Regions from separate parts of the Mus musculus genome. Here region 2 is linked to region 1. The links are chromatin contacts, called in public HiChIP or PLAC-seq maps. All regions are on one chromosome and are shown on one strand. Each heading gives the region's core, a stretch centred on a gene start, on an enhancer-like site or on the middle of the called end of the contact. The rest is flanking DNA. Distances are from core to core; before and after follow the strand shown. Region 1 holds the start of Lax1 (lymphocyte transmembrane adaptor 1). Region 2 has its middle 15 kb from the start of Gm28441.

Region 1 (7,239 bases), core at 2,873-5,372:
AGAGACCCAGTCATCTTTGTGAGACTCTGGGTTCTTAGACTCGGGAGTTCCACTCTTCTGCCCCAAGGGTCTCAGAGACCACTCAGGGAGACAAGATGTACATCAAAGGCAGAAGTTCCCCCAAAACATGTCACATACAGAGCGATGGAGACGCAGAAGAAGACCCAGGTCCTAGGGAGGAAAGCTCACAGAGATGACTGTTTCAAGTTTCAAACCCGGGACAAATGGCTGAGGTGTCTATTTAACCTAACAAAGCAGACCTGGCCTCCAGGTTCTCTCAACATCCCCCAGTCCCTACTTGCCACACTGTATGGCTGACATACCCCACCTTCTACCCCAAACTCTCCAGCCCAGGGGCTGCGCTGCCCTTCCCTCAGAGGCTCTTCTCTGTATAATCCAGACATTTTGGTTTTACCTTTTCCCTTCTCGGCTGCTGCACCTGGTTCCCCTCTCTCCTCGCTTCCTTCCCCTCCCCCATCTCCTCACCTGGCGCCTGGTCACATCTGTCCTGGACTCTCCCAGATGTCTCTGCCTCTGGCTACCGCTCTCCCTTTACCTACATTTTCTCCTCCGCCATTCCTAGGAACACTCATGTCCTGTCTCGTCCTTCCTTTTATTTTTCTTTTCTCTCATTCAGCGGTGACTCTTGAGCCACATTTTTCTTTTACACACACAAGATGTTATTATATTTTTTCTAAAGATAATATTTGATGTTTTTAACAATCTAAGAGTCCAAGGTAAAAAGTAACAATGACCTCAAGGTCTACATGCCAGAAAGGACTAGCACAGGGCTTCAGAGATGACTTTACAGGTCTTTTACAAAAGGAAAAAAAAGTGCTTATGAAATGAAGATACCTGGGCACCCATCATACAAAGTGAGAGTGGATAGGGCCTCTGTGTAATACATGCACTCACAGGGGAGCCACCATCTAGACCAGATGCCATGCCAAGGGAGAACCTAAGACTAGCTGCCCAGTGAGCCCTGCATCATAGGTATGGGACGGGGAGTTACCGATGTTTTGTTTGGGATAGAGCCAGGCTGGCCCTGTGTTTAAGGACTAAAGTAACAGTGGAATGGAGGACAATGGGGACAGTTCTAATTAATTAGAGGATGAGATTAATGTCACTATAACAGCATAGCAGGCCCTGTTTAATAAGCTCGTGTGTGTGTGTGTGTGTGTGTGTGTGTGTGTGTGTGTGTATTGGAAGTTCAGAACCAGACATTTTTCATTAGTGGACCAATTAATTTTCACAACAATATTGTGTATTAACTTTTACTGTTGCCAGGATCCTTTGGGTGGTTAGAATCTGAACTTGTGCCTGCCTATGTGAAGAAGACATCTGAAAGAATTTGGCATTATGGGCACTGATGGCGTAGCATGCAACACCTCTCCCCCACTTCCATCAAGAGACTGCTCACCAATATACATAAGTTGAGTCTATTTCAAGCCAATCTAACCCTAGTACGGTGGCATATGCCTATAATCCCAGCACTGGGAATTCTAAGGCAGGAAGATTGAGAGCTCAAGGTCAGCAAGACCCTGACCAAAGAAAAAGCTAGAATAAAACCAGCCCTACTAGTTTATAATCGAACATCACACTAAAATGATTTTGAAAGGTTTTAAGGAACACTAGAAGAATCCAGTTTAAAACATGCACCTTGTTTCTCAGAAAGTGTTCCCCACCTTATCTTAATCTCTTAGCCAGGTTTGACTTGAGGAAGGAAAGTTGTGGAGCCGGCAGCCTGGGGAGAGAATTCCTCTGAGGTGGTTTTCCTTAGGCACTGGATTGGAATGGCACCGGGGGAGGTAAGGCCTGCAGCGGGCTGGACAAACAAAAGAGATGATCACACACAGGGAAAAATATTTTGCTTACCATCTGAGGTCAGTTCCTCCTGTCTTCCCTTGAGGCCCCACTCACCTTCACAAGGGCAACCTGGCCACCAGTCTCTAGAGCAAGGAATCCAGTGCAGAATCCGAGATTGGTTTGTTGTTTTGGTTTATTTTTGTTTGTTTTCTGAGACAGGTTTTCTCTGTGTAGCCCTGGCTGTCCTGGAACTCACTCTGTAGACGAGGCTGGCTTCGAACTCAGAGATCCTTTTGCCTCTGCCTCCCACCACTACCAGGTTAGAGGAATAATAGTTTGTTTTTTGTTTTTGTTTGTTTGTTTGTTTGTTTGTTTTGTTTTTGTTTTTTTGAGAGAGGGTTTCTCTGTACAGCCTTGGCTGTCCTGGAACTCACTTTGTAGACCAGGCTGGCCTCGAACTCAGAGATCCTCTTGCCTCTGCCTCCCACCACTACCAGGTTAAAGGAATACTAGTTTTTCTTCAAACCTGATCCCAAGGAAATGTAGGCAGAGACCTAGGTCCCAGCCCCCAGACTATCTGTCTCTAGCTAAGCAGGCTCCCCAGAGCCTGGCGTGGCGGGATTTCCTGCACAGTACTCTGGGCCTTGGGAGAACTGGAACAAGTAGGTTGTGTCCAGGCTCTGGAAGCCAAGAACTCCAGCGTGCACCTGAAAGAGGTCCCAGCGAGGCAGAATGGCAAAGGCACGGAGGCCACCCCTTCCAGTTACCTGGAGCTCCACCTGGTTTGGCAAGTGTCGTGAGAGAGGCTCCCTGCATCCTCTATACACTCGTGGTGGTTCTGGCTGACTCGCCAGGAGGGTTGGTTTCCCGACACACGTGAAGCGAAAGGGAAGGGATTTTAGAAACAAACTCGAAACTTTCTCCCAAGCTTGGGAGCTTGAGGTAAATGCTGGCGAGAAACCCAGCAGTACCTGAAATGAGAGGTTACCCAGGACTGGGACTGGCTGCAGCAGAGCCAGGCCAGCAACAGATAGCCCCTCACCAGAAGCCCTGAGGAAGAAACAGTGGCCAACGGCCCTGTAACCCGGGCTCGGTTCCATTCCCACTATGATACCGGAACAGAGGCTCTGAGAGTATGAAACTCAGCTCACCTCTGGCATTATCACCTGCAGAAGATCTATTTATGAAGCCAGTCCACCCACGGAACCACAAGCGGGTGCCAGCTCTGTACAGCTCTCTAAACAACTAATTCTAGCTCTTTTGAGATCTGCTAAGAACCATTCTAAGGCCAGCATTGGTGGTACACTTTTTCAATCCCAGCCCTTAGGAGACAGAGGCTGGAGGACCTCTGAGAGTTTGAGGTCAGCCAGCCTGGCCTGTGTAGTGAAATACAGAACAGGGCAGTGGTGGCACACGCCTTTAATCCCAGCACTCAGGAGGTAGAGGCAGTCGGGTTTCTGAGTTCGAGGCCAGCCTGGTCTACAAAGTATGTTCCAGGCCAGCCAGGGCTATACAGAGAAACCCTGTCTCGAAAAACCAAAAAGAGAGGGGGGGGGAGGGAGGGAGGGAGGGAGGGAGGGAGGGAGGAAGGGAGGGAGGGAGGGAGGGAGGAAGAAAGAAAGAAAGAAAGAAAGAAAGAAAGAAAGAAAGAAAGAAAGAAAGAAAGAAAGAAAGAAAGAAAGAAAGAAAGAAAGAAAAGCCATGGATGTGTAGAGAAACCCTGTCTTGGGTTGGGAGCAGGGGTAAGAACCATTCTGAGCCCTGAGCCTGATTCACACCTGTAAGCACATCACCAGGGACATTAAGACAAGAAGCTACTATGAGTTCAGTCAACTTGACCTCTGAAGGGAGATCTGCCTCACAAAAACAAAAAACAAAAAAAACATAGTGTGCAAGATGGTTCATTGGATACAAACACTTGCCTCTGTCCAACACCCTAGTTTGACTCTTGAGACCAACACAGTAAGTAGGAAAGAACACACTCCCTCCAGTGTTCTCTGACCCCCACTCATGTGGCACGGCATGTGTGCAGACACAGTAAATAGATGTGAAAAGCATAAATAAGTAAAGATAACCAATGACAATAGCTACGCAAGCACATTGTCTTGAACCTTCGAATTTTGACCCTAGAGGTTTTTAACACTCAGAAAAACAGGGTGAATAGTCATGTCTCTGACTCTTCAACCACATGGGCCCCAGATGCCAGAGTGCCTGTGGGGAACAGGAGGGCTGAAGGTGGGTTTCCTGCTGTCTGGGTTGAGCGGAGCATTTCCTGTGCCCTGGCCTTATTAGCACACCGGTGGAGGGTGCTTCCTGTCAGCGACTTTCCATTCTGCCAGAGTGGTTTGCTGTTTTCACACTGCCCTGGGGGTTGGAGGAAGAAGATTTTCTCACGAAAACGCTGGGCCTCTTGACAGTCGCCTCCCTACTCCCCCACAGGCCCCTCATGTTTCCATCAACTGGCAGAAACTAGAGAGTGGCCCTACTGCTTCACACTGGGAGCACAGACAGCTGGGTGAGAAAGAGCACGGCTCCTGCAGTGGGCATTGTGGCCACCTCCAGTAGACCAACTCTGATGAACCTTCTACCAACTCAGCCTGGAATTTCAGGTGAAGGTAGGGAGGTTTGGGTCTTATTACTATTGTTGTTGCTGTTAGTAGTAGTAGTGGTGGTACAGCCGTTCTGTGTGTGTGTGTGTGTGTGTGTGTGTGTGTGTGTGTGTGTGTGTCTCGGAAGATCAGAAGATAATTTGTAGGAACCGGTTCTTGCCTTCCACTATGCATGCAGAGGGTAAACTTGGGTCATTAAACTGGCAGTAAGTACCTTTACCTGCAGAGCCATCGCACCAGCCCAAAGAAGGCAGTTTGTTGGGAGAACATTCTAGAACAGAAGATTAAAAGCTTCAGAAAGAAACAAAAACTAAAAACCAGTTTTGTATGTGAGAACCTTGGTGAATATGATCTAGGAAGAATGACTGGGAGGTGGCTGCATTGCATGAGGTACTCGAAGCCCTGGGGTTCCAGCTCCAGAACCACCTTCATGAGTGCGGTGGTGCACACCTGGAAATCCCAGTGCTGAGGGAGCAGAGGCAGAGGATCAGAGTTCAAGATCCTACACCCCCCATATATGTATATGTATATGTATATGTATATGTATATGTATATGTATATGTATATGTATATGTATATGTATATGTATGTGTATATATGTGTATATATATATATACATATATATATATGTATATATATATATATCATCTTGGGTACTTAAATAAGAAATTTCAATAGTACAAAATGATACAATTTGGAATACATAGGGATTTGGAGAATTTTCTGTCATTCTATTATCTACTTTTTTTTTAAAAGGTGATTATATGCAAAATGCATACCAGTTTACCCTTTTTCCCCTCTATGAATCAGCAACTTAGAAAGAGCTAAGAAAAGTGGAAGCCATACTGGCTAGTCAGTCACGACACTGAAAAGGCTTAGAAGCTGCAAAGCCCCTCAGAGGTCCAGTGATGTACAGCACCCCGGCCCCTCCAGAGGTCACAAGAAGGAACTCAGAGCCCAGCACTCGGCAGGGGACTCTTGGCAGCCTGCAGGGGTGAGTGCTTTGGGAAAGTGAGCCCCAGGGTCCCCTGATCTCCTACAGGAATGGTCTATTTCCAACCCAGACCTGGGTCCACCAAGATGAGCAAACTTGGGGAGCTAAGAGCTGTTTCCCCGAGGGATGCTGGGAGGGAAGAAAAGAGATACTGGGGTTGAGGGGAGAGGGACGGACTGACTGAGAGGTGAATTTCTGAGGGGATCTTCTTCCACTCAGAGGTCCTGACCTCTGCCCTTGAGATTTCCAACCTCTTGGCCTAATCCCTGCAATGAGTTTTTAGATCCTAAAGCCCTTGTCATGAGTGAGAAATGTAACTGCAGACGTCATAAAGTTTTAGGACCTTACAGAGCTAGTCACGGATGTCAACGTGCTCCGGAAGTTTTCAATCTCAAATACACAAAAGGAAAGCATCTGTTGATAGGGCGCTGAGATTTTAGAAACATTAGAATGGGTAAATTCCAGCTCTTCCATCAAAGTAAAAACCCAATGACAGTGTATTCTGTTCCTGAATTGCTGTAGTTTCAGGAAAAGTCAGCGTGATGACCAGAGTAAATCAGTGTCACGAGCAGGTCAAACACAAACGAAGAGGACCAAGTTCCTATCCATCGCTGAAGCCTGGAGCACCCTCTTAAAATGAGTTCCCTCTTTATTATATCTGGGGGGAGTAGAATGGTGTAGAGGTCAGAGGGCAATTTACAGAAGTCAGTTTCATCATATGGGTGTCAGGGATCAAACTTAGCGTGTTGGGCTTGGCTGCAGGTGCCTTTACACACTGAGCCCTCTCACTGACCCCTTAAAACTATTTCTTTTTTAAGTTGACATTTGCTTTATTGTTGTTTTCTCTTTCTTTTTCACTTGGTAGTCAGTAAATAAAATCTGTACTTATGTATTATGTTTAGCACATAGTTTTGCAATACATGTGTATTATGGATGGCTAAATACCGTATGTATTACGTGACATATCCTTTTATGAGAGGATGCTTCAAATAACACTTTTAAGCAATGTTCAAGAATCCATTACTTTCAGCATTGCCATGTTGAACTTCTTCCTTCTACCTGACCTTTGGCACCTCTGGGAACCCTCCCTTACCACCTCTGGTGACCTCCATTCTATTCTCTGAGTCTCTGAGTTCAATCTATTTAGTCTCTGCATATAAGCAAGACGGAGCAGGACCTATCTGTTCCTGGGTTCTTTCACTTAATGCTAGGTCCTCTGGGTCCATCCACCATGTCGCAAATGACAAGATCGTCTTCCCTTTTAAAGCTCAGTGATATCTTTTGCATGTGTATTCCGAATTCTCTCTATCCACTTATCTGTTGATAGACACGCGGGTTAATTCTGCATCTTGGCTATGGTGACTTTTGCTGCAAAGATTATGACAGTACAAACATCTCTAATAAACACGGGAGTACAGACACAGTTTTCATTTGCTTTGAATAAAGTTCTTGTAGTGGGACTGACAGAGCATATGGCGATTCTATTTTTAATTTTTTGGGATAATTGCCATAAGTCATTTTCTACCATGACTGTGTTATTCTCAAAACTACTTCTGTGTTCATTTGTTTATTATTTCATTCACTTATCACTGAACAAATATTCATGAAGCGCTTACCGTGTGGCTTGAGATGCTGAGTGAACAGAATAGGCAAGACCGTGACTCCCTGAGGCTCAGTCAGCGGCAGCGCTTGATAGCAGACATAACCAAATAAATGTATACTCTCAATCAGCCGTAAGTGCTTTGAAGAAGAAACCGAACTGAGTAAGAAAGCTGTGAGTGGTGGATGTGACTGGGGAGGGTCTCTCGAAGGAGGAGAAGACACCTGAGA
Region 2 (7,239 bases), core at 1,438-3,937, 130 kb before region 1:
TGAGGAAGGGAGAATCCCTGATAACAGATGATGTGGGAACTCAAAGGGTTAAGCAACTCTTCTTACCATCTAAGGCACATAACATTGGTGTGCTCCATCTCCTTCTCATTTTGCCGTTTGTTTGTTTGTTTGTTTGTTTGTTGTTTGAGATAGGATCTTGCTGGGATTCCAGGCTGGCCTTGAACTCATTTAGTAACCCAAACTGACCCTGAACTCACTCAGTAGCCCAGGGTAGTCTCGAACTTATTTCTTCCTGCTCCCACCTCCAAAATACTGCAAGTTGATGTCAAAAAAAAGAAAAAAGAAAAAAAAAACCTAGTGGTCCTTTTAAGAAGCAGAAGGTATTTCATGCAAGATAGTAGCTGTATGAAAATCCTCCTTCTCTTCCCCTCTTCACACAGATGGCAGGGTATTATCCATATTGCTGTGTGCTTGCACTTATTTTGACTAAACAATATGCTCTAAGGATTAGTCTGTCTTCAGACACAAAGTGCTCTCATTTCTCCTGATAAGTGGCAGACATTCCATTGTCTATAAACCCACTTAGCCAGTCTCCTTCGAAGGTTGTTTGTGGTTTTGTTGTTGTTGTTTGTCTGTTTTTGAGAGAGTCTTCCTTTGTAGCCCAGGCTGGCCCCAAATGTGTGCTCCTTCTGTCTCAACAGCTCTGAGATCGTAAGCACACACCTTCCGGGCCAGTCTCCACTTGATTTTTCCTTTTGAAGGGTAAAGGATGCTGGAGAGAGGATCCAGGACCTCACTGATGCATGCTGATCATGCGCTGTACCGCCAAGCTCCCTGCCTCACTCTGTATTGGATGTGATGTGTTTCGCAGATGGGAAAGGTCACCTTCAGGTAGAATCCCAGATAGGAAATTGCTGCTGGACCCTAACTCCCAATGCAAAGGAGCACTAGGCAGTGAGAAGGCAGACTGTGGTGTTCACCCTGGCCCTGTCACTCCTCTGGGACCTCTAGTGAATTACATAACTACTCTCTCCTCATTGGTTTCCTGGTTGGCTGAAGAGCATGCCCGTCATGGGGCAGCTGCAAGGTTGAGTGGAGAAGTCTTATGTATGCAGTGCCTGGCACAAAGCCATCATAGAAGTACTGAACAGAAGGGGCAGGGTCCCCAAGCAGGAGCCTCTTCCCCAACCCCCAGCCACCACCCCTCCCTCCTTCCTTTATCCTTCCTTCCTTTCTTCTCCACTATTGCTGTGCTGCAGTGTGGTGGTTTAAATATGCTTGGCCCAGGGAATGGCACTATTTGGAGGTCTGGCCTTGTTGGGGTGGATGTGGCCATGTTGGAGTAGGTGTGGCCTTGTTGAAGAAAGTGTCTCACTGTGGGCATAAGTTTTAAGACCCTCATCCTAGCTGCCTGGAAGCCAGTCTTCTATTGGCCTTCAGATGAAGACAGAACTCTCAGCATCTCCCGCACCACGTCTGCCTGGATGCTGCCATGCTTCTGCCATGATGATAATGGACTGAACCTCTGAACCTGTAAGCCAACCCCAATTAAATGTTGTCCTTATAAGAGCTACCTTGGTCATGGTGTCTGTTCACAGCAGTAAAACACTAAGACATGGACTTTCTTCTTCTTCCTTCTTCCTTCTTCTTCTCCTCCCCCTCCTCCTCCTCTGTTTCCTCCCCCCACCTCCTCTTCTTCCTCCTCCCTCTCCTCCTCCTCCTCTTCCTCCTCCTTCTTTTGAAGCAGTCTCACTCTGTAGGGCAGGGTAGCCTTTTCTGCCTCAATCTCTTAAGTGCTGGAATTACAGGAGTCTGAGCCTAACCACCACTCTAAGCTTTTTAGTAGCCGCCCAGTGCCCCTTAACCAACAACTGCATAGCCACCCAGCTGGTTCTCTTCCCTGTCTCCCAACCATCTCCCGCAGGGCTGACCTGCCTCTGTTCTGAAGCACCTTCACCACGGGTTGTAGGTCCTGACACAGAGCCGTGGCTCAGCAAAGGTCTAAAATGGATGGTACCCTCCTCAACCTCCCAGATTCTTGGCACTTTAGCAAAGAGAATCAAGCATCCTCTCCAGCAGGCTAAAGAGGCCCAGCTCCCCGCCCGCCTAATGGTAATCGAAAAAGGGTTTGACTGAGTACTTAAAATCCCCAGCCTCTGCATACCCCATCTCTACACAGCCACCCACACTCTGGAAGAGCCTGGTATAAAACATCCAGCTATTGCACCTCCAGGGAGGGAGGGGTGGAAAATATGCCCTGGCTCATCTCCATCCCCCTCCCCTGTGTGTCCCCAGTTTGGACACACCACCAGGGAAATCATCACTAGGGACTGTTGCTGGAGAGTGGAGGGCGGTGGGAGGAATTGCTCTGATTTCTCTCTGGGAGCATAAATGCTTTTTTAATTGCTGTCAAAGGCGGCTCCTCGGGAACGTATTATTGATAGCAATTGAAATGAAAGAAAAGAAAAAGCAGCACTCTTCCTTTTGCTCACTCAACGGCCCTCCCTCCCTCCGTGGCCACCCACCCACATCCTTCCCTCCCCACCAGAACCCAGGCCTCTGGCAGCCTTTCTCTCCCATGCTCCATTTGCCAGCTAGCCCCTCTCACCTCCTCTTCTTTCCCATTTCTCTGAGCCTGGCCCTCCTCCTCCTTGTTCCCCAGTGTGTCTCTTTCCCCACCTGGCAGGACCCATGTCACAGTCACTTCCTGTTCCTGGCTCTGCAGCTTCACCTCCTGTATAGCCTTGTCTTGCTGGGGCTGGACCTCCTCCCCTCTCTCAAGTGTCACCAAGTAACCAGTGCCACTTCCGGTCCTCTTCTCCACCCCACATGCTGCCCTCTCTGCTCTCGCTCCTTCCCTTGAGGCCTTCGGTGCTCAGTGTCCCCCACCCCTGCCCCCAACCCAGAGCTGCTGAGATGCTTCCTCACGCCCAAACCTGGGGAGTGAAATTTCTATTTCCATCCCCGTTGTACAGGGCTCCTACCCCAGTACAAATTCCCAGGTTTTAATGTGTGGCAGCTGGTCAGGGGCTTTGTCCTGCCGGCTTTGGACACGGCAGTACTAGCAGAAGCAGGATAAGCTATCTCTGGGGACAAAGGTGACAGAAAGTCCCCGTTGTTGTCCTTTCTGGTCTCAGCCACCTCTCCTCTCAGTTCTCTGCCTCTCTAGACTGCATCTCAGACTTCTCACCTCGGTGTATCTCATTTATTCCTTTTGCCTCTGTCCTGGGAAGATGTCCCATGACCCTCCAATTCCTCAGCAGAGCCTCCTGTGCCTTTAAGGAAACTGACCCCTGTTCTTCCCCCGTGAAACCCCCTTCAAACAGGCTCATACATAGTAGTTGTTCTTCCATATGGGAGGACTGTTTTGCTCTTGGGGAGCCTGGTCTCCCCTGTTCTCTAACTGGAGGCTTCCCTTTTCCTTCTCCCCTCGCACATTTCTCGTCCCCTACCCCAGTCTCTAGGACAGTGGGAAAAGGAGAAAGAGAGGAGAGAATGATCCAATCTCATCCTCTCTCCCCAAGCCCCGCTTGCTCTATATCACCACCCACAAGTATTTCCTAAGCAGCTACTTTGTACTGCTACTGAGGGCTGCAAAGCCTGCCAGCCCTTTCTTCCTACCCCATGTCTCCACGGCAGCCACCACCAACACAACAGTGGGAGATCTCCATCTAGTCTGGGTCCCAGACTGTAGGCAGCTGACTGGCCCCAGTCAGCAGGGGTCCCCAATGACAGTATGGGGACATTTGGGGGCAGGAGAGTTGTGCTGTTTCCAGTCAATCATTGCTGCAACAGGCAAACTCTAACAGAGGGCTCCCAGCTGGCCAACCAGATGAGGACTTGGCCTGGGGATCCTTCTGTCTCCACTCTGGGTGTCTGACACCTGTGCTGAGCTCACTTCCAGCTGGGAGCACAGCCTGTTCGTGCTCCCTCTCCCTCCCCCTCCCCCTCCCCTCCCCCCTCCCCCTCCCTCTCCCTCTCCTTCTCCTTCCCTCTCTTGCACTACCCCTCACTGTTTAGAGTCTTCAGCATCTTTCCTACCTTCCTCTATTTCTCTCCCTCAAACCACCAGTGTCTCTCTCCTTTCTTCAGGCCTCTCTTCCCACTCCCATTTTCCTCCAGGCTTCCCCCACCCCTGACTCCCTCCCTCTGCTTAGATTCCCCCAAAATCCACACCACCTTCCTTCCTGCCGCTATATTTAGCTCAAAGCTGGGGGTACAGAACAGCGCCAGCGCCCACTGCTGCTGAAGCTTAAATCTAGTCTTGGAGGGTCTCTGGCATTTTCATGAGAGGCTCCAGTGGGCTGACTATGTAACTGGACAGTTTTCCTCTACCAGTACCAGGCCTTGAGCTGGACATGGGCAGAAGGGGCCTCCGAGCACAGTAGAGAATCTCCCTGGCCAGGGCTTTAAGAGAAAACTCTGTAGGTCAGTCCTGGGAGTGGATCTGGAATCTGTGACCCACAATCAGGTGGGCACAGCAGGTAGGTGTGACTAGGTGGGGACTGCCAGGATCCCAGTGAGGAAGCAGACAGTCCCTGCAAGTTCTTAATGGAACCATGGGAGACCCCCCCCCCCAAAGCAATCTCACCCGCCCTTTGTAGGCTGTGGACTGTAGTCTCCATAGATGGAGTCTATGGAGATTGTGTGTGTGTGTGTGTGTGTGTGTGTGTGTGTGTGTGTGTGTGTGTGTGTGTGTGTCTTTGTGTCTGTGTGTGTGTTTCTGTGTGTGTCTTCACGGTGCTGAGCTACAACCCAGTCCCTTGCCATTCCTTTGTGTTGGGTGTATGTGGTATGTCTGTGTGTGTACACATGGAGCCTGGAGATCAATGTTCGCAGTCTTCCACAATCATTCTCTCTTAGTTTTGGAGGCAGTCTCCCTTGAGCTCCCTTGAGCTCTGCAGGTGACTGGGTTGTTCAGCCAGCAAGCCTCCGGGGTGGGGTGGGCTGGGGGCATGGCTCCTGCCTTTACCTTCCCAGCCCTGAGATCACAGCTCTTCCACTTCTGGCTTTTACAGGAGCACTGAGGATCACAAGCCAGGTCCTTATGCTTGAGGGCCATCACTTTACCAACTAAACCATCTCCCCAGCCTTGCCTCCGGCCATTTCTTGATGTTAAATCAGTAACTTCTAGAAGAGTTTCCCTAAAAATCCTGTCTAAAGCTAGGCATGGTGGCCCCGCTCTATATTCTGAGCACTCAGGAGGTTGAGACACCAGGATTGCAAGTCTGAGACCAGCCTAAGCTACAAGATCCTGTCTCAAAGGGGGAGAAGAAATCATATCCAACTTGGGAGCCTGTGGTACCAGCTGCTTGTGATGTTGTAACAAAAAGACTGCTTGAGCCAGGCTGAGTAGCACAGCAAGATCTCATCTGGGGGAAAAATTCATATGCAGGGCCAGCAAAAACGGCTCAGTGGGTAAAAGAGCTTGCTGTTGCGACTGACAACTTGATTTCAACATCCAGGACTCATGTGGTAGGAGAAGAGAACTGACTCCAAAAGCTATCCTTACTATATACACACACATACACAGAGAGAGAGAGAGAGAGAGAGAGAGAGAGAGAGAGAGAGAGAGAAAGAAAGAGAGAGAGAGAGACTCATACAGACATACATAGGCAGACACACAGAGAGACACATGCAAATACACACATACAAATAAATGTAATTAAAAATTTTTTTAAATCATATTCAATACTCAAGGAATACTTTATAGTTAAACTAGGTGGTTTGAACATAGATTTCACTTGTTAAATTTTGTTTTGACTTGCTTTGAGACAGGTTCTTGCTATATAGACCCGGCTATCCTGGAACTTACAATGGACAGAACCCTTGCCTTACCATCCGAGTGCTGAGGTTACAGGTGTGTGCACCCACATGCAGCACATCATTGCATTTGATCCTCAGAGTTACCACCGGCTGCAGTCTGGTTCCTGACCTGACTGACGCTGGACCTGGAACTGTGGGCTCCGTCTACACACTGTTTACAGTTATCCCCTTATTCACGCCTGGGGATTTGAGCGTGACTAGGAGGGCGATCACCATCATCTCAAATCTGTAGTGGTAGAAAGCAAGATGCTATTCGGTTACACCTGCGATAGCCTGATGCTATCCTCCAGAGCAGCCATTCTCAACGGACATTCAGTCAGTTGTGTCATTCAGTCCCAATGAGTTCAGCATGAGAAGACCACTAAGCGTGGTGAGACCAAAACTACTATGTGTGTAACAGGGGTGGAGTGGATCTGGGCAGGCAATGAAAACACAGTCCAGTTGGGATCATGCCTAACTTTGTGGCCTTTTCCTGACTCAGTGGAGAAAGACCTTAGAGATGCTGGTGAACTGGAAGACAGTCAGACTTTGTCTACCATTTGGGGACTTCTCAGCCTCTCTGTGTATTATATTGACCCCTTCCTCTTGGAAGAACGTCATTTATAGCACGAAATAGGCAAAAAGGGCTAAGATAGGGGGAACAGACTAACTTCAGGAAGTATTGGGAGGACCCTGGAGCGGGGAAGGTGTAGCCGGAGTCAATGCACATTTTTTCTAAATCTTATCCCTGCAAGCATCCCTCCACTCACTCACCCTCCACCCATCCATCTACCCACCTATCTATCCACTTACCCTCTCCCTCTACCATCCACCCACCTGTAGTACCAGCACTTGGGAAGCTGAGACAGGAGTATAGCCATGAGTTCAAGGCTAGGCTGAATAAGACCTTGTCACCAAAAAAGAAAGAAAGGGAAAAGGGAGGATAGAAGGCAGAAAAACCCTCATCTGAAATTCTATTTCTATCACTCATTATTGAATGACCATAGCCTCAAATAATTGTGCCTCAGCTTCCCCACCTGTAAAATGGGTATAATAATAACACATTGCTGTGAGGACCCAATGGGATAATTGATGGGAAACAGTTTTGTAAACTGTAAGCTGCCCTACTCCTGGGAAGCTTATTATTAATCCCCTCATTTCTCTGACACCAAAGAGTGAAGACCTGAAGAGAGGCAGTCAGAGCTAGGGTTGAGGTATTAAATCTTAACCCTGCCCTCTGACCTTCCAGATGACCGTGGGAAAGAAACCCTGGAACCCCCGAGCCTCAGTTTCCTCCTCAGGGAAGGAGCCACTCTGTCTGCCATGCCAGCCCAGAACAAGAGACACTCGTAAACAGTGATGGCTCATCTCTATTCCAAAGCCGTGCCTTAGCTTTACCACAGGCGTTTACTGAGCACGCTCACTGTGGTGGCATGAGCCTGGTCCCCAGCAGGGGCAGGCAGCCTAGGCTAG

Evidence for each region. HiChIP or PLAC-seq counts read pairs in DNA pulled down with a chosen protein or histone mark.
Region 2: a contact with region 1 is called in an HNF4G HiChIP or PLAC-seq map of pancreatic cancer cells. The contact joins the enhancer-like site here to the promoter of Lax1 in region 1. A contact is called at or near these places in 2 of 39 promoter capture datasets (the 3T3-L1 cell line and 3T3-L1-derived adipocytes), 1 of 484 Hi-C or Micro-C datasets (natural killer cells), 3 of 115 datasets of contacts at active chromatin or transcription factors (the HPC-7 cell line, effector CD8 T cells and pancreatic cancer cells) and 3 of 9 other capture datasets (adipose tissue, liver and pancreatic islet).

The regions. Positions count from the first base shown.
Region 1 is chr1:133,686,991-133,694,229 of GRCm38.p6, reverse strand. It overlaps Lax1 (lymphocyte transmembrane adaptor 1), which reads left to right and starts at 4,122. Exons shown (of 6, transcript NM_001159649.1): 1 at 4,122-4,421; 2 at 5,226-5,409. The coding sequence starts at 5,324.
Region 2 is chr1:133,816,834-133,824,072 of GRCm38.p6, reverse strand. No RefSeq gene overlaps it. Among named protein-coding and RNA genes, the nearest start is that of Gm28441, 15 kb to the left of the region's middle. Within about 2 kb of position 2,687, at least 60 of the 459 cell types and tissues checked have an H3K27ac peak or open chromatin away from gene starts, as enhancers often do. A contact at or near this core is called in the HPC-7 cell line and effector CD8 T cells, where this site is marked.